Regions from separate parts of the Mus musculus genome. Here all the other regions are linked to region 1. The links are chromatin contacts, called in public HiChIP or PLAC-seq and promoter capture Hi-C maps. All regions are on one chromosome and are shown on one strand. Each heading gives the region's core, a stretch centred on a gene start, on an enhancer-like site or on the middle of the called end of the contact. The rest is flanking DNA. Distances are from core to core; before and after follow the strand shown. Region 1 holds the start of 1700021L23Rik (RIKEN cDNA 1700021L23 gene). Region 2 holds the start of Fhl3 (four and a half LIM domains 3). Region 3 overlaps Gm2164 (predicted gene 2164).

What was found. Promoter capture Hi-C pulls out the DNA fragments that hold promoters and counts their contacts. HiChIP or PLAC-seq counts read pairs in DNA pulled down with a chosen protein or histone mark.
Region 2: a contact with region 1 is called in an H3K4me3 HiChIP or PLAC-seq map of embryonic stem cells, with 17 read pairs. The contact joins the promoter of Fhl3 here to the promoter of 1700021L23Rik in region 1. A contact is called at or near these places in 9 of 39 promoter capture datasets (cranial neural crest, embryonic stem cells, epiblast stem cells and 4 more), 1 of 15 datasets of contacts at CTCF or cohesin (embryonic stem cells), 1 of 484 Hi-C or Micro-C datasets (nephron progenitors) and 5 of 115 datasets of contacts at active chromatin or transcription factors (embryonic midbrain and embryonic stem cells).
Region 3: a contact with region 1 is called in a promoter capture Hi-C map of embryonic stem cells. The contact joins the enhancer-like site here to the promoter of 1700021L23Rik in region 1. A contact is called at or near these places in 15 of 39 promoter capture datasets (the 3T3-L1 cell line, the C10 cell line, HPC-7-derived erythroid cells and 8 more), 1 of 484 Hi-C or Micro-C datasets (nephron progenitors), 1 of 115 datasets of contacts at active chromatin or transcription factors (embryonic stem cells) and 1 of 9 other capture datasets (embryonic tail).

Annotation. Positions count from the first base shown.
Region 1 is chr4:124,330,631-124,334,606 of GRCm38.p6, reverse strand. It overlaps 1700021L23Rik (RIKEN cDNA 1700021L23 gene), which reads left to right and starts at 1,887. Exons shown (of 5, transcript NR_166446.1): 1 at 1,887-2,404.
Region 2 is chr4:124,698,755-124,702,730 of GRCm38.p6, reverse strand. Fhl3 (four and a half LIM domains 3) reads right to left here and starts at 2,032. Exons shown (of 6, transcript NM_010213.3): 1 at 1,880-2,032.
Region 3 is chr4:124,611,324-124,615,299 of GRCm38.p6, reverse strand. All of the region lies in intron 1 of Gm2164 (predicted gene 2164), which reads left to right. Among named protein-coding and RNA genes, the nearest start is that of 4933407E24Rik, 44 kb to the right of the region's middle. Within about 2 kb of position 1,674, at least 17 of the 459 cell types and tissues checked have an H3K27ac peak or open chromatin away from gene starts, as enhancers often do. A contact at or near this core is called in embryonic stem cells, where this site is marked.

The DNA of each region.
Region 1 (3,976 bases), core at 638-3,137:
CATTCCATATCCAAACTGTGGTCTACCAGACAATCAATTCGCTTTTAAGGACATACATAGATTGAAAGTGAAGAGAAGAGAGCAGGTATGGCTGTTTCTTTCTTAATTAAATTTCTTAGGCAGTTGTACAGATGTTCACAATGCATGCTGTCAGCTCTCATGCCCACCTCCCAACCATCCCTGTGCATCCTACCTCCTCCCCACAAATCTCTCTTACACATTTTGTTTTTGTGACTCACTGAGAGGAACCAGGGTCATGTGTGTGTCCATGGGTTGAGCGCTATCCACTGGAGCCTGGTGGGATCACATGGAGCAATGGGCATACAGCTAAAGATGGTGGGGGTGTGAGACTGTCAATGTTTTGCCAATGTTGGTAAAAGAAATTGAGGATTTCGTGTGAAGTTAAACACATACATTCTCTATGATCTGGCAATTCTACTGTGCATTTAACCATATGTTCACAATTGTGTCTTCATTTAAACACATGCCTCATTTGTGGGAGAATATTCAGAGTGGCTTTATTCATAATAGCCCCAAATTGGAAGCAACCCAGTGGTCCACAGATAGGGGAGTGGATAAACAGACTGTAATATGTTAATAAAACTGACTACTGTTTGGAGTAGAAGAAACTACTGTCCTGTCTGGCAATGTGGATAAGTATAGAAATGCCATGTGGGTAAAGGAGCTTGTTAAAAATATAGCATGGGCTCCATGACCATGCTTGTAAACTATTCTAGAACAGGCTAAGCCATGACCATAGAAACCAGAATGGTGGACCCTTCCAGGGACAGACTATTGTTACTTAGTGTTCTTCAGAGAAAGAAAACCAATGGCAAGGAATATGAGAGCTACAGTGCTACATTGTCTCAAACATAGCAAACACACAGCTGGGCTGCAGTCTCACAAAGTCCAGTACCAGCTGAGCCAGGAGACCTGCTAGCTGCCAATGAAAGAGGTTATGAGTGAGAGAGGCCAAGGATGTAGACTCGGTGTGAAGCTGACCGCCAGAAAGCTTTCCAGTGAACCACCCATGAAGCTAATCTTGTTCAAAGGCTGATGAACCTGGAGTCTATCCACCACGATGACAGCAACAGCAATGTCTAGAAGGGGATCATGGGCCTGGAAGCTAGTTTTGCTCATCTTTCTTTTTTATTATTAGAATTATTTAAAAAATTTAAAATTATATGTGCCTGCCCGTGTCTGTCTGTCTGAGAGAGAGAGAGAGAGAGAGAGAGAGGGAGAGAGAGAGAGAGAGAGAGAGAGAGAGAGAGAGAGAGAGAGAGAGCAGAAACACTCAGGTATCCATGGAATCCAGAAGAGGATGTTGGATCCCCCAGAACTGGAGTTATAGGCAGTTGTGAGCTGACTGACCTGGGTACTGGGAACTAAACTCTTAACTCCTCTGTAAGAGCAGTAAGTGCTCCTAATTGCTGAGTCATCTCATCTTTGCTGAGTCATCTCTCCAGACCCTTCTACTTTTTGTTGTTTCATCCAAGCCCTCAGCCTATTGCCTGCCATTCAGGTTCAGGGCAGATCACTTCCTCCACAGTTCCCTGACTCACACGCTGATCTCTGCAAACACCGTTACAGACACTCCCAGAAGTATGCTTTATCAATATAATAAATAGGCATCTTTCAATCCAGTCACATTGATAACTGAAGTTAACCACCACACACAGGACAAAGGAGCTCCCTGCAGAGTCAGGAATATTAATGCTAGGATGGAGGTCAACTGGTCCTGTGTGTTCAAACCCCACAAGGTGCTCTCATCAGGAATCTTAACACAACAACACAACAGACATTTACTCCTAGCGACTGGAAGTCCCAAACACCGGTAGGTGGGATGGGACCTGGAATCACCATGGAAACACCTCTGGGCATGTGTATGAAGGCATTTCAGGAAAGGTTTGATGATAAGAGAAAGGTCACTTAAATGTGGGCACCACCATCACAAATCCCACGGACTGCGGTCCCGTGCTGAGTAAAAGACAGGAAGTCGACTGAGGACCAGCATCCCCCACGCTCTGCTTCCTGCCTGGGGATGCAGTGCGGCTCCACTCATCTGTAGTTCCGCCTCCCACCTTGCTCCCCTTGATTCACGGTCCCCTTAAACTTCGAACCAAAGCGAACCCTTTCCTTAGGTTGCTGTTGGACAGGAACCTGGCTACAGAGGGATGACTCTTCTGGAGCATCCCCTCAGGGTAGGAGTCAGGGAGGATGCGCCGCCGGCTAAGGCTTCAGTTCTTGGTGGCCTTGGCTTGCGGATGCTGCCCCATGCTCTCTGATCGATACCCCATGTTCGCATGCCCGGTCCTCTTTCCAGGGACACCACATTGGCTGAGGACCTACACCTGTGAGCTGATCTTAACTTGATCAGCCCTGCCCAGAAGGACCCTGTTTAAAGGTAAATTCACATTCATAGGAAGTAGGACTTATCTTTTTTGGGGGTGGGGGTGGGGGAGGGGTGGGACAACTAAACCATAACACACAGGCATTTATCTATCAAAACCAAACTTATGAGAGGGGAATCTGTGACCTTGGCTTGGTGATGAGTTTTTAGATATAACACCCAAAAAACATGATCCGTGAAATAAAAAACTGATAAGTTGGATTTTATTAAAATTAATAACTTCTGCTCTGTAAGAGGGACTGCTGCGGGGAAAATATTTTTTTAAAAAAATATTTATCTAATAAAAGGCTAGTATCTAAAATAACAAGTCTTTACGTTTTTTCACATTTACATTTTTCATGAATTCTTTTTTATTTCTCCAGAGGACAACTTGCTGGAGATTGTCCTCTCCTTCCACTGTGGGTCCCACCCAGGGATTGAACTCTGGTCATTGGGTTTGGCGGTTGACGCCTTCACCTGCTGAGCTACCTCACTGGACTCGTGATTTAACACAGATGTCTCCTCTATGAAGGCAATCCCAACAAAGCATACGGAAAGATGTGAATTGGAGCCATCCTCTGTCACTAGAGGACTGAAGTCAGAACACAGCCATGACTGTAGGAATATGCATACTTAGCAGAATGGACGGGTTAAACAATCAAATAAATACAAGGGCAATTTCCTGTGCTGGAGAGGATCCAGGCAACAGGAACCCAGAGACTGACCATAGATGCCCTTTGGAGGACTCACAGAGCTCACTGTGGCCTTGCCAACAGTTCTTGGCTGTTCCCCACAATAAAATCTTCCCACAAACACCCAGGGCAGCATTATTTACAGCCAGCAAAACTGGAAAAGCCGAGTGTCATTCAGCCGATTAATTCATGCACACACGGTGGTTCAGTCCTGTAATGGAATATTATTTAGTGGTGAAAAGGCTTGAGGTACCAAGGCATTTTTAAAAAAATGAATCTTTGAAAAAAAAACACTTATTTAAAAATCTTTAATCCAAAAGAGGTTTTACATTTGTATATTTACCTGTACAACTACAAATATGCGGCATCCATATGAGTTCATGTGTGTGGGCACCTGTGTGGAAGTCAAAGGACACACTGTAGAAGTCCCTTCTCTCCTTCCACCATATGGTTGCTGGGACTTACGTCATCAAACTTGGTAGCAAGCACTGTTACTATGTAAGCCTTCTTGCCAGCTCTACCTTAAAATCGTGCTTGTTGGTTTATTTCTTTAGTGTATTTGTGTGGTTGTGTACACGGTGTTTTGTGTGCGGTCAGAGGACAGTTTGTGATAGCTGATTTTCTCCTACCCTGTGGGTCTCAGGAACTGAACTCAGGTTGTCAAGCGTGGTGGCACTTGAAACTACCTCATCTGTTCCTGATGCCCCAGCCTGTTTTTGAAACAAGGTCTCTGTATGTAGCCAGGTTTAGCCCCAAACTCACTTGGCCACTTGAGCCGCCAGAGTGCTGGGATTATGGGCATGCGCCATCGTGCCTGGCTGGATGAGTTTTGGCTGTGTGTTGCTAATGATAGAAACTATGAAAAGATGGAGACTCCATGACACTCTGGAAAGAA
Region 2 (3,976 bases), core at 783-3,282, 370 kb before region 1:
TACTATTACTACCTCCCTCTCCTAGGACAGCTGTCAAGCTAAAATGTGATAATCCCCATGACAGCTTCTGTAATAAGTCTGTAGTAAACGCTAATCACTGTAAGTAAACGCTAGTCACTTGTATTTTTACAACAAGCCCCTCAACTCCTACTGGAGCCAAACAGTGGTAGTCTCAGGTAGGCCCGAAGCAAGAGTTAACCTGGGATGTGACCTTGGGAGTCTTAGTGAAGTCTGAGGGAACCACTGGTACACATCGTAAGCTCTAGCCCAGCCAGTGGGATACCAGGGTGGGGTGGGGGGGACTTTAAAGACCTTAGAGATGGTTAGTTCCCAGGAGCACATACTTGCTAGATTCCTTGTCATCTACAAAATACACACCCCACGACCACTGCATCTCAGCTTACGAAAAGGAAGGACAGAGTATAGGTCCCCTTTAGAGCTCAGTACAAGATACCAGGGGCAGGCTAGGGGCATGGCCAAGGCTGTTCAGCAATTGGAGCAGAAGTGTCCTATCCATCAGAGGGGAACTCTGCCTAGAAATGCTTTGGTAGTGGTGGAAGGGGCAGTCATCCTTTGGGGGGGAGGGAGGGCGAACAGGAGATACACTAGAGCTGGCTGTCTTCCCCGGCTGCCAGCCTGCCATTGGAAGACACCCAGAAGTCTTTCCAATTACCCATGCCAACTGCTCAACCCTTTAGTATATCCCCCTTCCCCGCCTCCCGCAACCCCCCCCCCCCGCCCATCCCAAGTCCAGGAGGACCCTGGCCAGACCCCACAGCTGTAACTCAGAGAAGACCCCTCCCCCTTGACAAGAGACTTAGGGGAGAAATTAGAGCCCCCCCCCAACCAGGCACCAATCCCAAACTCTCCACTGCCCCTCTTCCCCACAGGGCCTGGAAGTCAAAGCAGTTTAGGGCGAAGGGAGCAGATCCTGCAGCTGCTCCGAGAACAGGAGAGGGACATTTCATTCACCCCAGAGTCCCCTAGGGCTGAAGCAGAGCGTCCAAGATTTGAGTTTAAAAATAAGTTGGCGCTGTCTTAGTGGCTGTGTGTGTATGGGGCTCTCTCTCTCTCTTCAGCTCAGCTTTACAGCCTCAGGTCCTCTGCCTCCTGGGGGATGGGCTGGCTAAGAGTCAATTTCCCCCTAGCCTTGCCTCCACCCTTTCAAGCCTGGGGCAGCTGTCAGTGAACACACTAGGTGTCTCTCCTCAGCGAACTCTAGCCTCCACTCCGTACCTCTCAGTACCCTTGAGCTTAGTCAGTACCCGTCTTTGTGTTTGGGTGAAGGTGTTCCTGTATCTCTGGAGCTGTGTCCCAGTAGGGCCTCCACTCTGGGGATCTCTATCCCTGTTCATATCCAAGTCTTGGTCTCTCTCGACGTCTCTATGTCTCTGACCTGAGAGTCTCTTTAGGCCTCCGGGAGGCAGATTTAGCGCTAGTCTAACAAGCTCCAGCCTCGGGGCCCTCCAAGGCCCTGGGAAGGGTGCTAGCAATGAGTTCCCTGGGGCCATACATTTGCTTCTTAAAATGCTCCCCAGAACCCGGGTCCCCGCCGTGCCTCGAGAAGTTCATCCGGCCATTCTCTGCCCTCGTTGGAGTGGTCCCGGTAGCCTCCTGGGGCGCGCGTCCTTGTCTGTTCTACCAGGCTCCCTAAGAGCCTCAGTTTCTCCAACCCTGCTGATCTCTGTAGCTTTTCTAGTTCAAACTTGGTCCCCACCCCTTGCAACTCTGGCGGTCCCCGCCCGGCCGGGAGGCGCGGAGCGGTGGGGTCCGTGCAGGCGCGTGGGGTCCCGAATTCGGGATGCCCCAGCAGAAGACAGGGGTGAGGGGCCCAGAGAGCGACCCTGGTCCGAGCGCAGCTGGGGCGGGGGACTCTCACCTCGAAGCGGGCGCGGGAGCTGGGCGCGCGCGGCGTGGGTGGGGCGGGAGCCGATCGCCCGGCGGCTCCTACCTGTGGGCCAGGCGGAGGGGGGCCGAGAGAGCAGCGGCGAGGTAGCCGGCTGCGACTGACTGTGTGGGCGAGTGGGCGCGCGGCCCTAAGCCTCCGAGGAAGTGCTCGGGCCCGCCCCGCCCGGACCCCGCCCCCGGGCCCCCAACCCGCCCGCAAGGGCCAGACCCCGCCCCCTCCTGCCTGCGGCGAGCCCAGCCCAGTCGAACCTGGTGCTCTGACCTCCTCGACCACTCCTTGCTCGCCCCCTGCAGCTTAACCCGCCTCCTGCGCCCTTCGGACCCCGGGGGACGGCTGGAAGCGATCTCAGGCCAGGGGTGCAGAGCTCCTAGGACTAGCTAGAGTCCATCTGGAGACCAGACCTCCCTTCCTCTTTTCCCTCTAGCTCATCCCCAGATGTTACACTAAACCTTAGCTTGGGAAGGAGGCCTTAATCCAGCCGGCTGGAGGCGTGGTTTTGATTCTGCCTTACCAGCGGAGATCAAGGTTTTTTTTTTTTTTCTAGAAACTTGGGCTAAAGAGAGCGAGCCTTTATCCTCCTCAATTTCAAAGGGCTTTATTCTATAAGCGACTGGCGAAAGCACAGGCAACAACCTCCCCATCCTCAACTGTGCCCTGGCACTGAGGTTTCTATAGTGCCCAGGAATAGTTTTGACCTTTGAGGCTCAGGGAGACCCTAATCCTCGGCCTCCCTGGCTTTGGGTTTCTCGAGAGGGTGTGTGAACAGTGCGAGTGGTTGGTGCAGGCAGGGGTGGTTAAGAAGGGAGGGAACTTGTGCAGTTTTTGATCCTCCAGCTTCTACCCTATTCCGGGAAGGGAGGACTAGTGTCTGCCAGGGACACGAGGCCCATCCAGGTCCTTGAGGCCACCCCCCTTGGGATCCTCAGGCTTGTCACTAGGAATAAATAGCCTTGATCTGGAGGGCGGGGTGGGGGTGGGGGAGCTCTGTTGTGCTGTTTGCAAAACAAGAGACAACAAACTAACCCTGGTAATAACCTTTGCGTCTCGGGGATGATTCAGATGTCCAGAGAGGCCCCCCCTAATTCAAGGCTGCATCCAGCCTTGCTAGCATTTTGGGGATTAAGACCCTTCAAGGCTGGTGTGGCGCCTTCCCTTCTGTATCAGGGGTCTGGTTGCTAGGTCCTAAGACAGCCTCTAGGCCAGGTTTTCTTTCAGAGTTAAAGGATTGCTTAAATGTTGTTGATTCTTAAATTGCAAATGCCACGAGGGCAGAGGTTGGGTCGGTTTTTTTTTTTTTTTTTTTTCACTACTGCATTCCCAGTATCTACTCCAGTGTTTGACCTGCAGTAAATGAGGGATGAATGTCACACACTGCTTTCATTTGGACCCCCTGCCACTCCCTGCCAGGCACCTACTATCAGACAGTCTGAGGGTGAGCCCTTCCTCTGGGACTTGTCTCCCAGGTCTAGGGAGCTCTATGTACAGGAATGCAGGAAACACTATCATTCCTGGTTGGAGTAGACAGCGAGAGGGGTCTGTCTGTCCTGACCTGAAGTGGGGACAATGGTGGGAAACTGTACTGTCTAGTTTTGTGTCAACTTGACACAATCTAGAGGTGTTTGTTTGTTTGTAAGGAGGAAACCTCAATTGAGAAATGCTTCCATAAGATCAGGATGTAAGAAAGCCTGTAGGGCATTTTTCTAATTAGTGATTGATGGAGGAAGAGCCAGCCCAGTGCCATGGTGGGTGGTGCCATCCCTGGGCTGGTGGTCCTGGATACCATAAGAAAGCAGACTGAGCAAGCCATGAGGAGCAAGCCAGTAAGCAGCACCCCTCCATGGTCTCCACATCAACTCCTGCCTCAAGGTCCCTGCCCTGTTTGTGTTCTTGTCCTGACATCCTTCAGTGATGCACTATGATGAAGTAGAAGTCAGATAAACCGCTTCCTCTTCAGCTTGCTTTTTGGTCATGGTTTCTTCCCGGCGATAGAAACTATAACTAGGGCAGAGCCTTCAGGAAAGGAAGAGTTGTTAGTGAGCAGTAAAGGTGCTTCATCTTGGGGTCTTT
Region 3 (3,976 bases), core at 425-2,924, 280 kb before region 1:
TGTGTCAGCAGCGTAAGCCCTCTACAGCCACTCTGCAGATGGGATGATGGCAGCCTGGAGGGCACTTACACAAGAGTCAGGAAGTAGGACAGGCTCACAACCTTCGCAGGCTGAGGTTGGAGTCGAGTGAGTTCGGCCTGAGCCACACAGTGAGCGTCTGTCTCAAGACAAACAGAACCCAGCAATACTCCTGGGTGGTCAGCTCAGACCTGTGGGGAGGAGGAGGTGTTTTGGGGAGGATAGATGCTTGCCATCTCTATCCTCCTGGTTTCTAGGTCCTTCAGTTAGAAGTTGTTTTCAGTGCTTGGTCTGATGTGAGGTGGACTGTCTGGACCCGGGCTCTCCTGTCCTCTTCTCATTGGGATTTGCAGTATTGTGAACAGCTTGTGTTTTTTTGCAAACTGTGGACTTACAAAGTCCTGGTTGTAGAGGGAAAGAGCTGGGTATTTGTTTGTTCTGTTTTCCAAGACAGGGTTTCACTATGGAGCTCTTGGCTGACCTGGAACTCACTATGTAGACTAGGCTAGCCTCTACCTCTGGAGTGTTGGGATTAGAGGTGCGAGCCATCCTGCGTGGTAAGACCTGCATTTTTAGTTTCATGTCAATGTCAGATGCATAGTTTTGGGAGCTCAGGGTCCTCTTCCTGTTTATTTATTTATTTGTTTATTTGTGTGTGTGAGAGACAGGGACACACACACACACACACACACACACACACACACAGAGAGAGAGAGAGAGAGAGAGAGAGAGAGAGAGAGAGAGAGAGAGAGACTAGGTACCTAGGTAGCCCTGTCTGGCTTGAAACTTGCTATGTAGATCAAGCTGACCTCTAACTCACAGAGATCTGTTTTCTGGAGTGTGAGGAATGTCAACTCTCCTGTTCCCAGCCTGCCCCAAAGGAAGGAAAAGTGAGAGGCTCTAGTGGTGTCAAATGCCTTGGGAAGCTTGGGGTGTGGCTTAAGCTAGGTCCTAGGAGACAATGGGCTCTCCAGAGGGAAAAGTTGAGATCAGGGGAAACAGGCACTTAGAAGGAGTGTAAGAAGGAGAAATGGAGAGATGAAGGCAGACAGTCCCACAAGAGGCAGCAGAATCCCCGGAGCTAGGATAGGACAGGGGGCAAAAGGCAATCAACCAGAGACTGAGACTGAGGGGAGGGGAGAGGAGGGGAGGGGGGAAGAGTGGGGAGGAGAGGGGAGGGGAGGAAAGGGGAGGGGAGGGGAGGGGGAAGAGAAGAGAGGAGAGGGGAGGACAGGGAAGGAGAGGAGAGGAGAGGAAAGGAGAGAGGAGGGGAGGGGAGGGGGAATAGTGGGGAGGGGAGAGGAAGAGAGGGGAGGGGAGGAGGGGAAGGGAAGAGATAGGAGGTGAGGACAAGGAAGGAGAGGAAAGGAGAGGGGAGGGGAGAAGAGAGAGGAGGGGAGGAAAGGGGACTGTCTTTGGGAAGGAGACTCAAACTGTCTGGGGCTCTGGGACTGTTGTGTCCGGCATGGGACCACATGAGACTACATGGGACCACACTTCCCAGGACAGAAAAGTTGAGCCAGCCAGCACAGGTGCTGCCTACATCCTGGTACCGCCTTCATCCAGTTCCCTGGACCTGCTCCCTGCATCCAGTCTAAAAAGTGTGGGACTGCGCTCCAGAGGCCTGGGCCCTGCCCCCCAGCTCCCTAGCACCTGGGTTGGGCATTTGCTTGTTGTAGCTGTCACTGCCCTTGGGTCTCCCTCTCCTAGAGCAGCCACAGTGGGTCCCAGGGGTCTGGAGACAACAAATGACTCCCTGCTGATGGGCTCGCTGCCTCCTGCCCGCCAACCCATTCTGCCATTCTGCTATGCACAGGCAGGTAATCATGCAAGGCCAGGGAACCTCTCCCTGCCCGTGGGGGTGTGATTTAAACCTGAACTCAGCTTCACTTCCTCTCATCCCCTGGGAAGCAAGATTTATTCTCTGAGTTGCTGGAAGCCTGCGTGTACACACACACACACACACACACACACACACACACACACACACCAAGGTAGATGCTCACGTGTTGCAGATTCCTCACTGATGCTGGCTTGTGTGTGAATACTTCTGTACAAATGTGCCCACTCCTTTCCAATCCACACGCGTGCCAGTTTTACCCGTGATGCATGTAGATGCAGATGTAGCTCCTGACCACAGGCTAAGGGAAGAGGGAAGCCAATGGTTGATTAAAACAGCCAGGGATAGAGTGGGATGGGAGAGGGATGGAGGACACTGCACTTGTCAGAGACCCTTCACATTTCATCTGTCCTGTAGCATGAAGGACATGGAGATTGGTCTCTTGCTTGAATATGTGTTCCTGTGTGTGAGCTTCTTTCTATTATTGGTTTGTTTCTGTGTGTGTCACAGCGTGCAAGTGGAGTCCAGAAAATAATTTGTGAAGGTTGGTTCTCTCCTTTCACTGTGTGTGCCTCGGCAGCCTTGGCAGCAAGCACCTTCATCCATTTTGTGGGTCCTAAATCTCTTTTTAAAATATAACTTTTTTTGTTTTACTTTTTTTTTTTAGATTTATTATTATATGTAAGTACACTATAGCTGTCTTCAGATGCACCAGAAGAGAGCATCAGATCTCATTACGGGTGGTTGTGAGCTACCATGTGGTTGCTGGGATTTGAACTCAGGACCTTCAGAAGAGCAGTCACTGCTCTTACCCGCGGAGCCATCTCGCCATCCCCTAGTTTTACTTTCTTTTTTCTTTTTTTTTTTTCTTTTTTCCGTTTTTTCCAAGACAGGGTTTCTCTGTGCCTGGCTGCCCTGGAACTCACTCTATAGACCAGGCTGTCCTCGAACTCAGAAGTCTGCCTGCCTCTGCCTCCCAAGTGCTGGGATTGAAGGCATACACCACCACTGCCTGGCAAATGTGTAGCCCAGGCTGGCCTCAAACTCGTGATCCTCCTGCCTCAGCAAATCCTATGCCACCACAACCGGCTTGTTTTGTCTTTTTGTTTTTCCTCCCCATACCACATGTCCCCTCATCCCCCAAAGACAGGGTTTCTCTGTGTAGCCCAGGCTGTCCTGGAACTTGCTCTGTAAACCAGGCTGGCTTTGAACTCAGAGTTCCTCCTGCCTCTGACTCCTGAGTGCTGGGATTAAAGATATGGACCAACACACCTGGCACTTATTTTTAACCCCCCTCCCCCATGTGTGTGGGTGTACCTGTGTTTGTATAAGACATGGTGTAGAGGTCAAAGGACAATCTTTCTTTCCTTCTACTGTGTGGTTCCCAGGGATGGATCTCAGCCTGTCAGGTTTGGTGGCAAGCGCCCTTATCTACTGAGCCATCTCGCCAGCCCTCTGTGTGCATTTCGGTGAGTGTTTGCAAGCATGATGCCTTTGTTGAATGCTGAGGCTGACTGTGACATGGGGCACTGTGGCTCCTGGAATGTGTCTGTTGCAATGCCTTGCTGTTGGCCTTGAGCAAGCTGTTGTCTCTCTCCCGGCTTCTACTTCTGCTGGCCCCTGGGGGTTCTGTCTCTTCTTGTTTTCTAGTATCTGTGCTCTTGAGAGTTTCTCCAAGCCTTGCTTTTAAGCTGGGCTGAGGGGTGTGTGTGTGTGTGAGTGTGTGTGTGTGTATGTGTGTGAGTGTGTGTGTGTATGTGTGTGAGTGTGTGTGTATATACCTTTCACAGAAGAGGATGCCCACTGTGCCTGTGTGTGCAACACTGTGATTCTGGTGGGTGATCTGGGGGTGTCCCTGCTCTGTGAATCTGTCAGGTAAGGCCCAGAGATCATCCTTGCTTAGGGGTGCTTGTATAATCAGTCCCCTTAACCCTTGCTGTAGCTTGAGCAGCCCTACCAAACTTTATGTTGAACAGATGTATTTTGCCCAGCTCTCTGAGAGGAGGTTCATGGTGCATAGCTCAGGCTAACATGGATGCTCTATCTTCCTGTTTCAGCCTCTCAAATGTTGGGACTATACGGGAGTGTTAACATACCTGGCCTCATTTTAAAATGTAT